2 separate regions of the Gossypium hirsutum genome follow, and region 2 is linked to region 1. The links are chromatin contacts, called in public Hi-C maps. All regions are on one chromosome and are shown on one strand. The core of a region is the stretch at or near the end of the contact, and the rest is flanking DNA. Distances in the headings are between cores, read along the strand shown. Region 1 holds the start of LOC107948477 (activator of 90 kDa heat shock protein ATPase homolog). Region 2 holds the start of LOC107948576 (DNA-3-methyladenine glycosylase).

The links. A called contact is a pair of places that touch in the nucleus more often than the background predicts.
Region 2: a contact with region 1 is called in a Hi-C map of leaf, with 3 times the contacts expected there. The contact joins the promoter of LOC107948576 here to the promoter of LOC107948477 in region 1. A contact is called at or near these places in 9 of 34 Hi-C or Micro-C datasets (anther, callus, hypocotyl and 1 more).

What each region holds. Positions count from the first base shown.
Region 1 is chrA04:31,432,842-31,439,445 of Gossypium_hirsutum_v2.1, forward strand. LOC107948477 (activator of 90 kDa heat shock protein ATPase homolog) reads right to left here and starts at 4,163. Exons shown (of 3, transcript XM_016883035.2): 1 at 3,028-4,163; 2 at 2,852-2,931; 3 at 2,406-2,751. The coding sequence starts at 3,918. The coding sequence ends at 2,658.
Region 2 is chrA04:32,284,104-32,290,707 of Gossypium_hirsutum_v2.1, forward strand. LOC107948576 (DNA-3-methyladenine glycosylase) reads left to right here and starts at 2,590. Exons shown (of 6, transcript XM_016883182.2): 1 at 2,590-2,975; 2 at 3,262-3,333; 3 at 3,482-3,605; 4 at 3,956-4,026; 5 at 5,159-5,216; 6 at 5,305-5,622. The coding sequence starts at 2,649. The coding sequence ends at 5,468.

The DNA.
Region 1 (6,604 bases), core at 2,913-5,412:
AAGTGAAGACTTATAAAGAAAAGAAGGGTTGGTTTGATTCGGTTTAGAAAGGGAAGCTGAAGAAATGGATTACATCAATGATGAGTAAATTTCTTTTTTCTATTGTGTTCTTATGGTTTCAAAGAAGGGTTGGTTTGTTTCAGCTTCATTTTTTCTTTTTTTTTTCTTTTTTAATATTTCATTTGAGAATAAACTTGTGTTTTTCTTTAATTCTAAGTCATCTAGAAATGGGTATGTTTTGATTTGTACTATAACTAAAATGGTTAATTAAGAGAGTAATATGAAAGTTTGGGCTCTGATGAAAATAGTGGTGGGTCATTGTGTTTTTTTTCTTTTTCATTTTTGTGATATTTTATTAGCTTAAACATCAATGCTCAAAAACATACGAAAGAAAGAAAGACATGAGGTATAAGCATCTTTGAAATTGGTTAAATTTCTTAACCAAATTATCTACCGTGGTTGAGTGACAATCAACTGACGTCTTCTATTAACATTGAGAATTTCAATCAAAAAAAATTCAAGAGCATAAAACCAAAACCCCATAAACATTGAAGTTATTTTTGACAATTATGCTTTTCACAATTAAAATAATTCTTAAAACCAATCTAATGAGTGTTTTTTTTTTTTTACTTGAAACTTCAAATAATGTTCAAAAGCAGTAAAACAGAACTTATTTAATCAAAAGAAGCCCAAAAACCCCAAAATTAGTATAAAAAACAGAAAACCAAACTAGCTCGACGATAGTTTAAAAAATCTAAAAAAACTGAATCAAACCAAATCAAATTCAACCCTTAAAAAAAAGCTTAAATGACAATTTAAGTGAACCAACCGAGTCATTAACTTGCATCACAGCAAAGAACCTCATTGGCCCCTATTTCAATTTGAATAGAACAAGAGTCCTGTATGTCCAAGTCATGAAAATTGCGGACCCAGCGGACACATCACATTACATGAAGAAATGGCATTGGAAGGGTTCAATGGAAAGAACAAAGAATCCACCTACCTCAGCTTTTATCTTAAAACAGTATGGAGAAACAAATAAAGACGCATGTTAGTACACCTATAGCTCTAACAGCAACGATGAAGTCACAATCTCATAGTGTCCAAGCTGGAACACACCTACCTCAGCTATTATCTTAAAAGAGTATGGAGAAACAAATAAAGACGTATGTTAGTACACCTATAGCTCTAACAGCAAAGATGAAGTCACAATCTCATAGTGTCCAAGCTGGGACACCCACTAAACATCTATGTCAACTTTTATAGGTGAAAGATTTCATCGAGCTATGCAGAAATACATAATAGAAAAGGAGAATACAAAGTTACAGTTCTTAATAAAGCTAAAAGCCTAAGCGAATGAATTGAAGTTTCTGAATGAAAGATGAACTTTAATCATGTCCAACCTAAGAATCCTTGACATGCTACCTAAAAGACATTGGATTTGGAGCTGTTATTTACACATAAAACACATGCAATGGCACAAATATCTGCTACTAACCGTTCTATCTTTCACTAGTTACATCTTGTACGTTCTGCACTAAGAGAGTAATCAAAGTGTTTAGTTGGAGGCTTTGAGGCTCATGCGCCTTATAGAACTGTAAACACATCTTAATCCCTGTATAAAAAGCTCTCTTTTAACTCTTTTTATTATAAGACATTTCCAATGAGATGCATATCCAAAACAGCAGCTAACTATATGCCATAAATTGAGGAACAACAATTTGAATATTTCCTCTTCTAACTTCATGATCGTTTTGTTGTACCTACGCACACTCTGAATTACTTGGCCAAAGATGCTTCCTGCCCTTCACAGGGCCAACACTGTTGGCACAGAAACAAGTGCTTCATTTTGAACGATTAAACACATTAAGTGCAATACCACAGCCATATGTCAAGTAGCTAGATTAGCATGCCCGCTCCGACTGCAGAAACAAAATCATGTCTCCACTTACATCCTCAAAGAATAACAAACTACAGAATCAGTAGCTAAGTTAACCGTGGTCCAAGCACCAGATATGATGTAAACCAATAAAAATACTTCAAAAGCAATGGGCAATCCAAAATCTACATTAACTAGATTGCTAATTTGCTTGAAAATAAATAATCACAAACTACGCAGAGAAAATTCATTGTAAATCATGGACAACATAATGAAGCATTCCACAAACTTCACATTGCCCGTGAGCGATTGATCATTCTAAGACCCAATGCAAAAAAGAAGCCTGTATGCTTCTAACAGAAGAAAGAGAACAATAAAATTTGAGCTTAGTTTTCAGTATCATCAAGATCAACACATTAAAGCAGCAGAGAATTAAACCATTCACTCTTAAGTAACATCGTAACACTAACATATACTTAAAGTATATATATATATCCTCAAGGAGACACTATGCGCACTGACAGACTTATAATGAAGTTGCTGGCAAGGCAACATTTTCATCATTCTCATTAAAGGGGATAGATTAGATATCGGCAAACAAGACAACAATGACACTCAGTCCAAGTTTCAACTTTAAAACCATGAACCAGTAGACCAAGATCAGACTTGCAAAGTCTTATAAATTTTTCACAATAAACTGAAAGAAAGAAGTGTTATAAAGTTCCAACAATTCAAAACCAAAAAAGAAAGACTATTCCTCGTTTCGGAATAAAATAAATCATATTCCAAAACCAAATACTGCTCGTATCTTATTGAAAATAAGGTCTTTCCAACCCCTCTCAGTGTTCTCCACCACAGTCGCATTCCCATATCTGCATCACAAATCAAAGCAAAAACAGAAGTAAAATCAATGACCCAATTCAGAAAGTAAGAAATTAGCCATCTTGCGCAATAAAACAAATAAAAACCAACCTGTCCTCCTCGGGAACATCTGAATGCGTGAGTTTGATTATAGTAACCCCAGGCTCAGGCTCATTGAAAACAAGTCTTACCTGCAACAAAAACCCATTAAAGATAAGCCATCATTCGACCACACTGTATTCCCAAAAACCTGGAGAACAGGCAAAAGTGGAATCCATTAAACTTACAGTAGAATCAATCCCGTCGGGCCAGCTCCCAAATCTCCATCTCTGAGCAATAAACTTCCCTTCTTGCAACTCCAAGTTAATACCAGTAACCGATCCATCGAAAATACTAAATTGACCACCGACTTCTTTACTTATCCTAGCATTACTCTGAGTAAACCCTTTCCATCTATTCTCATCCATCAAAATCTCATATATATCCTTAGCTCTACAATTAAACTTCTCCGTCATTGTAATCGTCTTGAACCCTTTCTTCCCTTCCTTCTTCACTTCCTTTTTGGCTTCCTTCTCCATCCCAACTTCCTCCTTAGACACTGCAGCTGAGTTACTATTACCAGTAGTAGTATTAGTTTTGGGAGCCGATTTCTTGGCTTCCAATTCATCTTTAACGGGGCCACCTTTCGCCATAGCTTGAACAAAATCCCTCACTTTCTCCAAAACCAAAGCCTTGCCTTTGGCCAGCATCGCTTCCTTCAAGGCTTTACCAATGGGTCCTTCGTCTTTAACCGTCACCTTAACTTCCGGATCCTCTTCAGCATTTTCATCCGAAATGTACGGAATCTCGAGGTTACCTTCAGTTTTCAACATTGTCTTCCCTTCCCCATCTTTGGCTTCGCCTTCCCAGGATACACTCAAACTGATTTCATATCCGGGAATGACTTTACCCTTGCGAATATTAACATAGGCTTCGCCGTCGACCTTTTCGACCTTCTTGGTCTTGATAAGGAGATTGCCTTGGCCGTCAAGGATGGTGAGATCCGAAAGCGATTTGGTGAAGAACGTTTTCGACCAGGGGAGGCAATCGGTTTCAGCCCAGTGCCAGTTGTGGACGTTAGCACCGTCGGGTCTTTCCTCCACGATCCAGCGCTTGTCTCCTTCGCCGTACTTGGCCATTGATGAAAAAATCAAGACGACGGTGTATTAGGGATTGAGAGATATGTGAGGATAATAATGGAAGGGAGAGCTTAAAAGAAGCAATTGGGTGGGAGGGGCCGCTCTGGAGGGTTCGGGGCGGGGAGGTAGAAGAATCCAGAATGTGGGATAGATATATAAAACTAATATTTTTGGAAGGATCTAGAAGACTTCACCACGAGGAGCTCGTCTGCTTTTAGGGTTTCTTTGCTGATGTTGTGCAAAGCTTATGGCATGTTTGGTACAAATATTGTAATTTTAAAACATCCCTTATAAAATAAAACATTGATTTACTTAAATATGTTTGATTATGGATTTGTTGGCTTTTACCACCCAATGAAAAGTTGAAATTGTATATTATATCATCATTTTAAATAAAATTGGTTAAATTACATTAATATTATTAAATTATTAATAAATTTACATTTTGGTCATTAAACTTCAAAGAGTTTCAGAGTGATCACTAAATTATTTCAAAATTTTTATTTAAGTCATTAAACAATTTAAAAGTTTTTTTAAGTCACTAGACTATTAAGTTATTAAAAAAAAGTTTAGTTAACAAACTCCAAGCGATGTTTCGATGAACGATATGTGGATTAGTACCCATCGACAAGTATAATAACATATCTTAGATCCAAGTCGATTTAATAGTCATTGTCGAAGATCGAAAAAGAAAATTGTTTGGATTTTGGTTTGCAAGTTTGTGGCGTTCAAAGCTATTTTATGAAAAATAAAACTTAATTGTAGAAAGGAAGGGGAAGGAAAGCTTTTGATTGGTACATATGGGGCTAATAAAAAAGGTCATACAGTAGTGATTTTAACAACCCAATGACTTAAATGAAAACTTTCGAATAGTTCAATCACCATTCTATAGCTTTTTAAAGTTGAGTGATCAAAATGTAAATGTACTAATAGTTTAGTGACGATGAGTATAGTTTATTCAATAATTTAATTGAGAGATATAATTAAATTTGTTTTAATTGATTAAATAAATAATATTTTGGGAACATAAAACTCATATTAAGTTGGATAAATTATATAAGTTGCTTTAAAGACTATATAACAAATATATAGTTGTACCCAATATAAGAAAAACCTAATAAAGCCCACTTGTATTATGGTGGGTAGCACATTGGAATATTCCTAGTGTGTGTGCCACTCACCATGTGATGTCTTAATGGGAGTCTGTATTTTCTATTAAAATTGTATTATTTTTGTCTCCTCTTATTCAAATAGAACTCTTGTGCATTTTCTTTATAAAAAGGGACTATGGGATAAGTAAACAACATAAAACTCTAAATGTAGTCACTTTGTCGAAAATTAGTGAGATCTATTTTTCCAAATAAATTTTTTTTTTTTGTGAAAATTCAATTTTTTTTCTTGTCTATAAAGAGAATTAAATTTTCATTATGTGATTTGTAACACCCCTCACCCGTATTCAATGCTGGAATAGGATTACGGAGCATTACCAGACTTATAACATATTCAAACATACATTTCACATACAATTAATCAAATCATATATATTTTATTTACAACCAATCATTGTGTCCCTAATACGAGCCTACGAGGCCCTAAACATACATTGGGAGTGGTTCGGGACTAAACCGATAACTTTGTAAACTTTTTGAACACTTAAGAATTTTTCTCAAAAACAAGGGACACACGCTCGTGTGTCTCACACGGCCAACAGGCACGCCTGTGTCACAAGCTGTGTGGACATTCGTGTTGGGAGTACATAGCCGTGTCCCAGCCCGTGTCCGACCCTATGTAACTCTCTAACTTGGGTTACATGACCAACACATACACTAGTGTGGCTAGCCCGTATGCCCTAAAAATGGCCATTCACACCCGTGTGCTAAGCCGTGTGCTAGGCCATGTGCCAAACCTGTAAGGTATACTGACTTATGCCACATGGTCAAGTCACACGCCTGTGTGTGAGACCGTGTGGAGCATATTGACTTGATTTTAATTTCAACATCAAGGGACACACAACCATGTACATGATCGTGTATCACACACGGCTGAGACACGCGCTCGTGTCTCTGCCCGTGTGGAAAAAAATAGGCTATTTACCAAGCCATTTTGCCACCCAAACTTCTTCACACCTATATTAACCCAAATGGCACCAAAACATAACATTAAAAGGCATTTTAATCAACCAATTCAGCCATACCTCATGCACATTCTATTATTTCATTCTCCATGCACACAAATCACAAATATATGCTATACCATTTATACCAATTCACATTTATAAATCAACTAATTATACACTTCTAAACTTGCATCATTTTGCATCAAAACCACAAGCATGTAACTACTCTAAAATCAACCACTTAACATCCTAATCTTTATAATTCCCAAGCATTATATATTCATCCATAAACTCACAACACAAAACATATATGCACATATTTATACATAACCAAAACAACCAAATTAAGCCAACTCTCATGGCTATATTCACAAGTCAAAACATAAACATTTACAAGACAATTCTAATGGCCAAAATCATTATTAACTCATAATCAAAATGACCAAAACCCTATACATGCCATATAACTAAAACATAAGCTTAAAAGTACCAAATTGATAGCTTGATAGTGTGATGAAGTCTCCGACGATCCCCAAATCTGAGCTAGCTTAGAAATCACTATAAAACATG
Region 2 (6,604 bases), core at 1,340-3,839, 850 kb after region 1:
CCCTAACTATTTTTAAAATTTTAACCTCATCTTTTGTTTTTTTTCACAATTGTTTTCTCATGATTTTTTTTAAATACGAGAGAGAGAAAATAAAACGATACCTGTAAAGAATTCTAGCTCTGATACCCAATGATGTGAACCTCGTATGCAATCAAGATTACGAGTCACAATTTAAGTTGCCCAATTGTTTCTAAATAGGATCAAACTCGAAATATGGTAAAAGATAGGAATAAAAGAAAAATAACAAACAAAATGGTAAATGATATAACTTTCGAACTCGAAAAAAAATCTTAGAAATGAACTTATGCTATATAATAACGAGACCCAGTTTTTATAAAGATGATTAATATTTTGATAGGTTTGGAAATTGAAGAAAAACCGACCCACTATTTATATATGAAATAGGAACCAACTGTATAAGGGTGATCCCCACTCTTTAGAAATAGAAATGATTGAAATGATAAGATCGATTAAGTTTTGAACGCCACAAGACAATTCTTGATAAGTTTGGGTTTATTTCTTAAAGAAAAAAAAGATAACTTTCAAATATATATTAAAAATGTTCATTACCCTATTACAAAGTACTTGACCGAATATATATAGGGCCTTAGAAAACGAATGGTCATTTCAGCCATTAATGTGAATACATGAATTAAAATAATACATTAATCCTAAAGTTCATCAATCCAAATATTCAAAGAATACAATGAACAACCATATACATTCCCCTTGTCGTCCATGCACCTTGATGATGAATTCGGTGGCTGCATTTAACTCGTTGCAAGAGAGTTCATGCATGGGAAGAAGTTAATTGACCAAATTCATGTAAGACCCTTTGGTGACCGAAAATTTCATATATGTGAAGGAGTTTGAATGGACACTTGATGAATGTTCATGTAGCTTAATCCTTAAGGATTTGCACCTTTTTGTGACTGTTCGGTTTTGTATGAACCTTGGAGAACGAACAGACCTAGTTTAAAGCACCTTAATTCCATATTCCTTAGCTGAATGAACAACTCCTTGTAACCCTTTAGGTGACCAACCATTTGTTGTTCCTAGAACAAAATAAAGACATATTAAAGACAAAAATAAACATAACAATTAAATTGTAACAAAAAAGACATGATAATGACATAACAAACTAAGACATTTTTAAAACACAATAGGACACATTAGATATAAAACTAATGATGTAATGAAAATTACAATATTTAATATTTAAATAATAAGACACACATTGAAACCAAAAAGTATGATTTTAAAAAGTTATGGAATTAAGACAAAGTAAATTGGATGATTGAGCTTCAAAATTTCACATGCAAAATGTTGCATAAACTTGGGTCTTTAACAGATGCCAATTAAATATTGAACTTGTCATATTCAGCCCAAACGTGTTGGATCAAACCTACAAGTGCTTCTTTGAATCTCTTAGTTCTAGCCCGTATCATAGGCCTAATAGGAATTTTAATTGGACCATCAGAAATATCTTACATCCTATCTCTTAGAGCCTCGTCAACATATATCCTAAATGGTATGGAAATGGGCAGCTTGATGTTTGGCCCAATTAACATTCCAAAGATCACGTCACTAAATAATTTAATAATAATAAAATTATATGATATAATATTAATAATATATAAAGAAATAAAAAGTATGACAACTAAAAAAATCTTTCCATCACATTCCATTTTGAATGGCTTAGATTTAATTCTTTCCTATGTTATCCAATGGCCCTGACAAAATTTTCATATCTTTCTTTAATTAAAAATTTAAACAATTATCAACTCTTTTTGTAATAATTGCACTCTATGTTCTTTCACATTTTCCCACCAATTCAATTTAATTCTTTATACTTTAAATCTTTCATTTTTAATCTAACACTTTTTATAACCTTACAATTTAGTTTATACCCTAAATTAATATTTTTCAATATATTAATCTTTTCAATTCCCTCAAGTATCTAATTATCTTTTCTACTAACACTAATAATTCTTATTTTATTGACTTCAAAAATTCTAAGTCATATATTCTTGAATTAACACTATTTACGATTAAGGGATTTTAGGGACATTACAATAATTTGGAAAATATAAAATAAAAATTTAAATTTTGGAAGGTGATTAAATTAATTAATTTCAATATTATAGTAACAAATCAGTTGACATTATCAAGAGATAAAAAAATTTCAACAATTTATTTAATTTATTTTGATGTTTTGAAATTTAAATTTTTAATATTTTAAAAAAGAATTTTAGAATTTTGACAATGGGATAAGCAAATACAATTTGACAATTTTTGTGTATTATTTTAGTTTCTATCACTATTTCACTTTAATGCTTGATGTTTTATTTACACCAATCAATACTTAAAAAAGATATTATTTTTAAGTCACCAAACTTAAAGCGACTCGAAAGTTGAGTGACAAAAATGAAAATACAGATATGTTATAACATGTACAATTAACTACCGTTACAGCTGGTGACTGAAATGAAACTTCCCTAAAAGTTAGATAACAAAATTATAAAAAATTAATTTTAGGTGATCAAATTGAAAATATTCTAAAAGATGTGTGGGTCGTTTACCCAAAAAGTCAAAAGTAGAACCCAACCCTTCAAATTCTGACCAATATAAAAAAATTCAATATCCTTATGTCTCTTTCAGCTCCAACACTTTTGGTCCAGATGAACCCAACTCACCAATTTAAACCAGTTGCTTCGAAATCCAGGAAAACAGTTCGGTCGAGCCAATGCCTGGAAGGACGGACGAGTCACAGTTCCAAAGCAGTGACCGTTAGGACCCGGACCAAACCAAGCCGTAAACAAACTCGGCCGCAATCTTCTCCGGTTTCTCTCCCTTGTTTTCGCAATACCACGATACTGCCCCCGGAGTTCTTTCAAATTGACGCTCTTGATTTGGCGCCACGTTTGCTTGGCAAGTTTTTAAGGAGAGATGATGTTGTTCTTCAAATCACTGAGGTAATTTTTGGTGCATTTTTGCTGACTTTCTTCCTAAATTCTTTTAGCTCTTCGGAAAATCGAAATGGAAGTTCGAAATTTGTACTTTTTGGGTGTTGGGGCTTTCATTAATTTGAGCAGTTGAATTTTGTTCAAAGCCCATTTTATTTGCTTGCTGAGAAGAAAACCAAAGAAAAACAAAGGCTACCTACTAATTGGGTCTGGTCAAAGTTTCATATTCCCCCCACCAATTAATTTTAATTCCATTGTTATGTATTTTCTTATTTGAATCATTATGTTTTAACAGGTAGAGGCTTATAGGCCAAATGATTCAGCTTGTCATGGTAGATTTGGAGTCACGGCAAGAACAGCCCCTGTTGTGAGTTTAGCCCTTTTGCTTTCATCTTTCACATGTGCTTGCTAATCTGATCATTGCTCCAGTAATACCTTGATGGTTTTAACACTATTTATGTTTATTTTGGTACTAATAATAATAGATATTGAGATCCTCTATGTGGTTGTTGTAGTTTGGTCCTGGAGGGCATGCTTATGTTTATCTTTGCTGTGGACTTCATACGATGCTCAATGTTGTTGCTGACAAAGAAGGAGCTGGGGCTGCAGTGTTAATACGTGCATGCGCTCCGGTGTGTGGTACGTTATCATATTATTATCTGGTATTAACTAAGTATCTGTTACTTCTATAATCATCTGCTTTGTTTGTTATCTATTAAATTGCTAATGTTTCTTATTATTGTAGCCTATTTAGCCTTTCATTGTTGTGAATGCGTAGTTGATGATCCCTTGAATTGTCCTTATTCAATTATTTGCAATCGCCAACTTTAACATCTCATAATATAGTAACTGTTAAGAATTTTTGTGGGAATATTCATTTCTAGTTTTCTTGTCCTTCATAAAAATCTCGAACTTTACATGCTTTCTATCTTTGGGTCAGAAAACAAAACATAATGTTTGTTGAAGGCAATATGTGAACCCCGTTGCAGGTTTGGAGACTATTCAGGAGCGTCGTGGTCAGCAAACTGAAAAGCCTATTCTTCTCACTGGACCCGGAAAGGTTAGAGTTTATTATTTCCTCTTATTTTTGGATTATTTTGATGTTCCTTTTTATGTTCCTTTTTATGCAATGTGGATTTGTTGGTTCAATTAGCATAAACAGTTTTTAAATATTGGTTTCAGATAATTAATTAAGAATTCTTCTCAAGTGCAAATAAAATCTTGATCCTCTTTTACCTTGACATATTCATTGCATCACCTATATGCAATTTGAACTTATTAGTGAGATGAGCTATAATGACAAAATTTGGGGAGAGGGAGGAGGGATGATGAAAATTATCCAAAACAAAAGAAAAGGAAGTGATGAAATGAATTCAGATTTTTCATTTATCAAACATTCAAACTCAGCATTGGATTTGCTACTAAGAAGGTTTAAAGTGAATCTAACAGTTTGGAATGATGCCAAAATTCCAAGGCTTTAATGGCTTCAAAAGAGAACTGAAGAAATGTACCATGTATACGGCCAACCCTGCATGCAAACTGTCAGGTCATTTCTGCCCACACATGTGCATATGTACTTCACACTTTGTTTTCTTTTCGTCTGCCTCTCTTTTTGTTACACTTTCATGAAGTATTAACTTTCACTTATCCTTTTTACTTTTAAGCTTCCAAGTCATTTATGTGGAAAAAAAAAGTTTTAGATCATATTCTAGCTGATAAATGTGGAGGCATTGAATGACACTTAGAAAGAATTATATGAGCTTAACATTAATGTATAATCAGACAATAAAGTTTTTTGCTTGGATTGAAACATTGGTGTATTAAAGTTCTTCAGGTCTTTCATGTATTAAGTTGCTGCAACTTAGCAAAGAGAAAATTTACTCGCTGATCTATTAGTGATCTGGTCCTCCCTCCCCCACCCGCACCCCCACCCCCACCCCCACCTCCCCAAAAAAAAACGATTCCTTGCATAGAGCAATCATCTCCTATATTACTCAAATTCAAGTGAGAGTGTCAAATATGAGTATGTTTAATTTTTTATAAGTTTCTTTATGTACTTGGTGGGGGGTCATACCCATATGTGCCATACATGGGTGTCAAACATGAGTACTTCATGAAAAAATAGTCATAGATATCTCTCTGGAGTAATGTATGATTTTTGAGTTAGTAATTCATATATTTCTATGTATTAGGTTGGTCAGGCACTTGGAATTACCACAGAATGGTCTAACCATCCACTATACACTCCTGGTAATTAGTTGAGCTGCTATATTTGTACATAATTCTGATTTCTACTGATGTAGTCCTATAATATAAAATTATATGGAGTGTGGCCTAGGTGGTTTGGAACTCTTGGACGGGCCTGAACCGGATAAGATATTAATTGGGCCACGTGTTGGCATTGAGTACGCTTTACCCGAGCACGTTAACGCCTTGTGGAGATTTGCCATTGCCGGTTCCGCATGGATAAGTGCTCCTAAAAATACTCTCAGGCTTTCCTAGGCTCTTTATAATACATGAACTTGTTTTGATATGAATTGTTTTTTATCACTTCTTTTTCCTTCTGTCGTTCTAGGAAAATGTGATATATATATATATATGAATTCAATGCACTACGAATGAAGCAAATTCATTTGCAATTTTTTGCCTTTGTAAAGCTTTCTTTCCTTTTAATATTTTTTTTGGGCAACTTTAAATGTCACAAACTTGTAAATCAAAATTCAAACAAATTTTTTTATCCAATTCAACATTAATTGTCAAATTGACTTGGATTTAATGTATGTTCTTTTGCTCGTCGATGAGTATTGATCCAGCTCTCCAATTGTCGAATCACTACTTGGAGCATTTTAGTGGAATTTTAGAGAAAAGAAAAAAACTTGACAATCCAATAACTCAAATAAGCACCTTGAATAATTCAGTAACTTGAATAAAATTTTTTGAATAATTTAGTGATCAAATTGTAACCTTTTTTATTTAAGTGACCACAAAAATTTAATCATAGTTTAGTGATTAAAAGTGCAGTTTACCCAAGAATAATAATAAATTTGATATTAATTTGATATAATTTACAAGCAAAGGTAATATGTGAATACAGCTTTCTTCTATTTATTTTATTTTATTTCTGAATATCATATATTAAAAAATATGAGGTAAAGTATAAGAATAGTTATCTAACTATTTAGTTCGTTCTATTTTGACCAATGAGAATTTTTTTTTGTTTTAGTAATTTTTTTAAATTAAAAATTTTAGTCATTTTTGTCATTAACTTAGTAATAAAATTTGCTTCTGGTTCTACCAATTTGATATTAAATCTAAAAAAATGCAACAACTTTAGCTCTTAATGTTTAAAAAATTTGTTATTTTAGCTCTAATTTTAAAAATTATAAAAATATATTTAAAAAATCTTTAAAATATTTTTATATTTACTTTTTAGAATTTTGTTAATTTATATTTACTTTTTCTTATCGACCATGCTCACATTCTCATCAATCAAGCATATATAAAAAAAACCCATAAATTAAAGCTTTTTTTTATTTTTAGTCTCTTTTACATTAAAGTTGTTATGACCTTATCGAAATTCAAATTGAGTTGAGAAATTTATTTAATTGAGAAATTAATTTAGTTAATTTAATTAATTA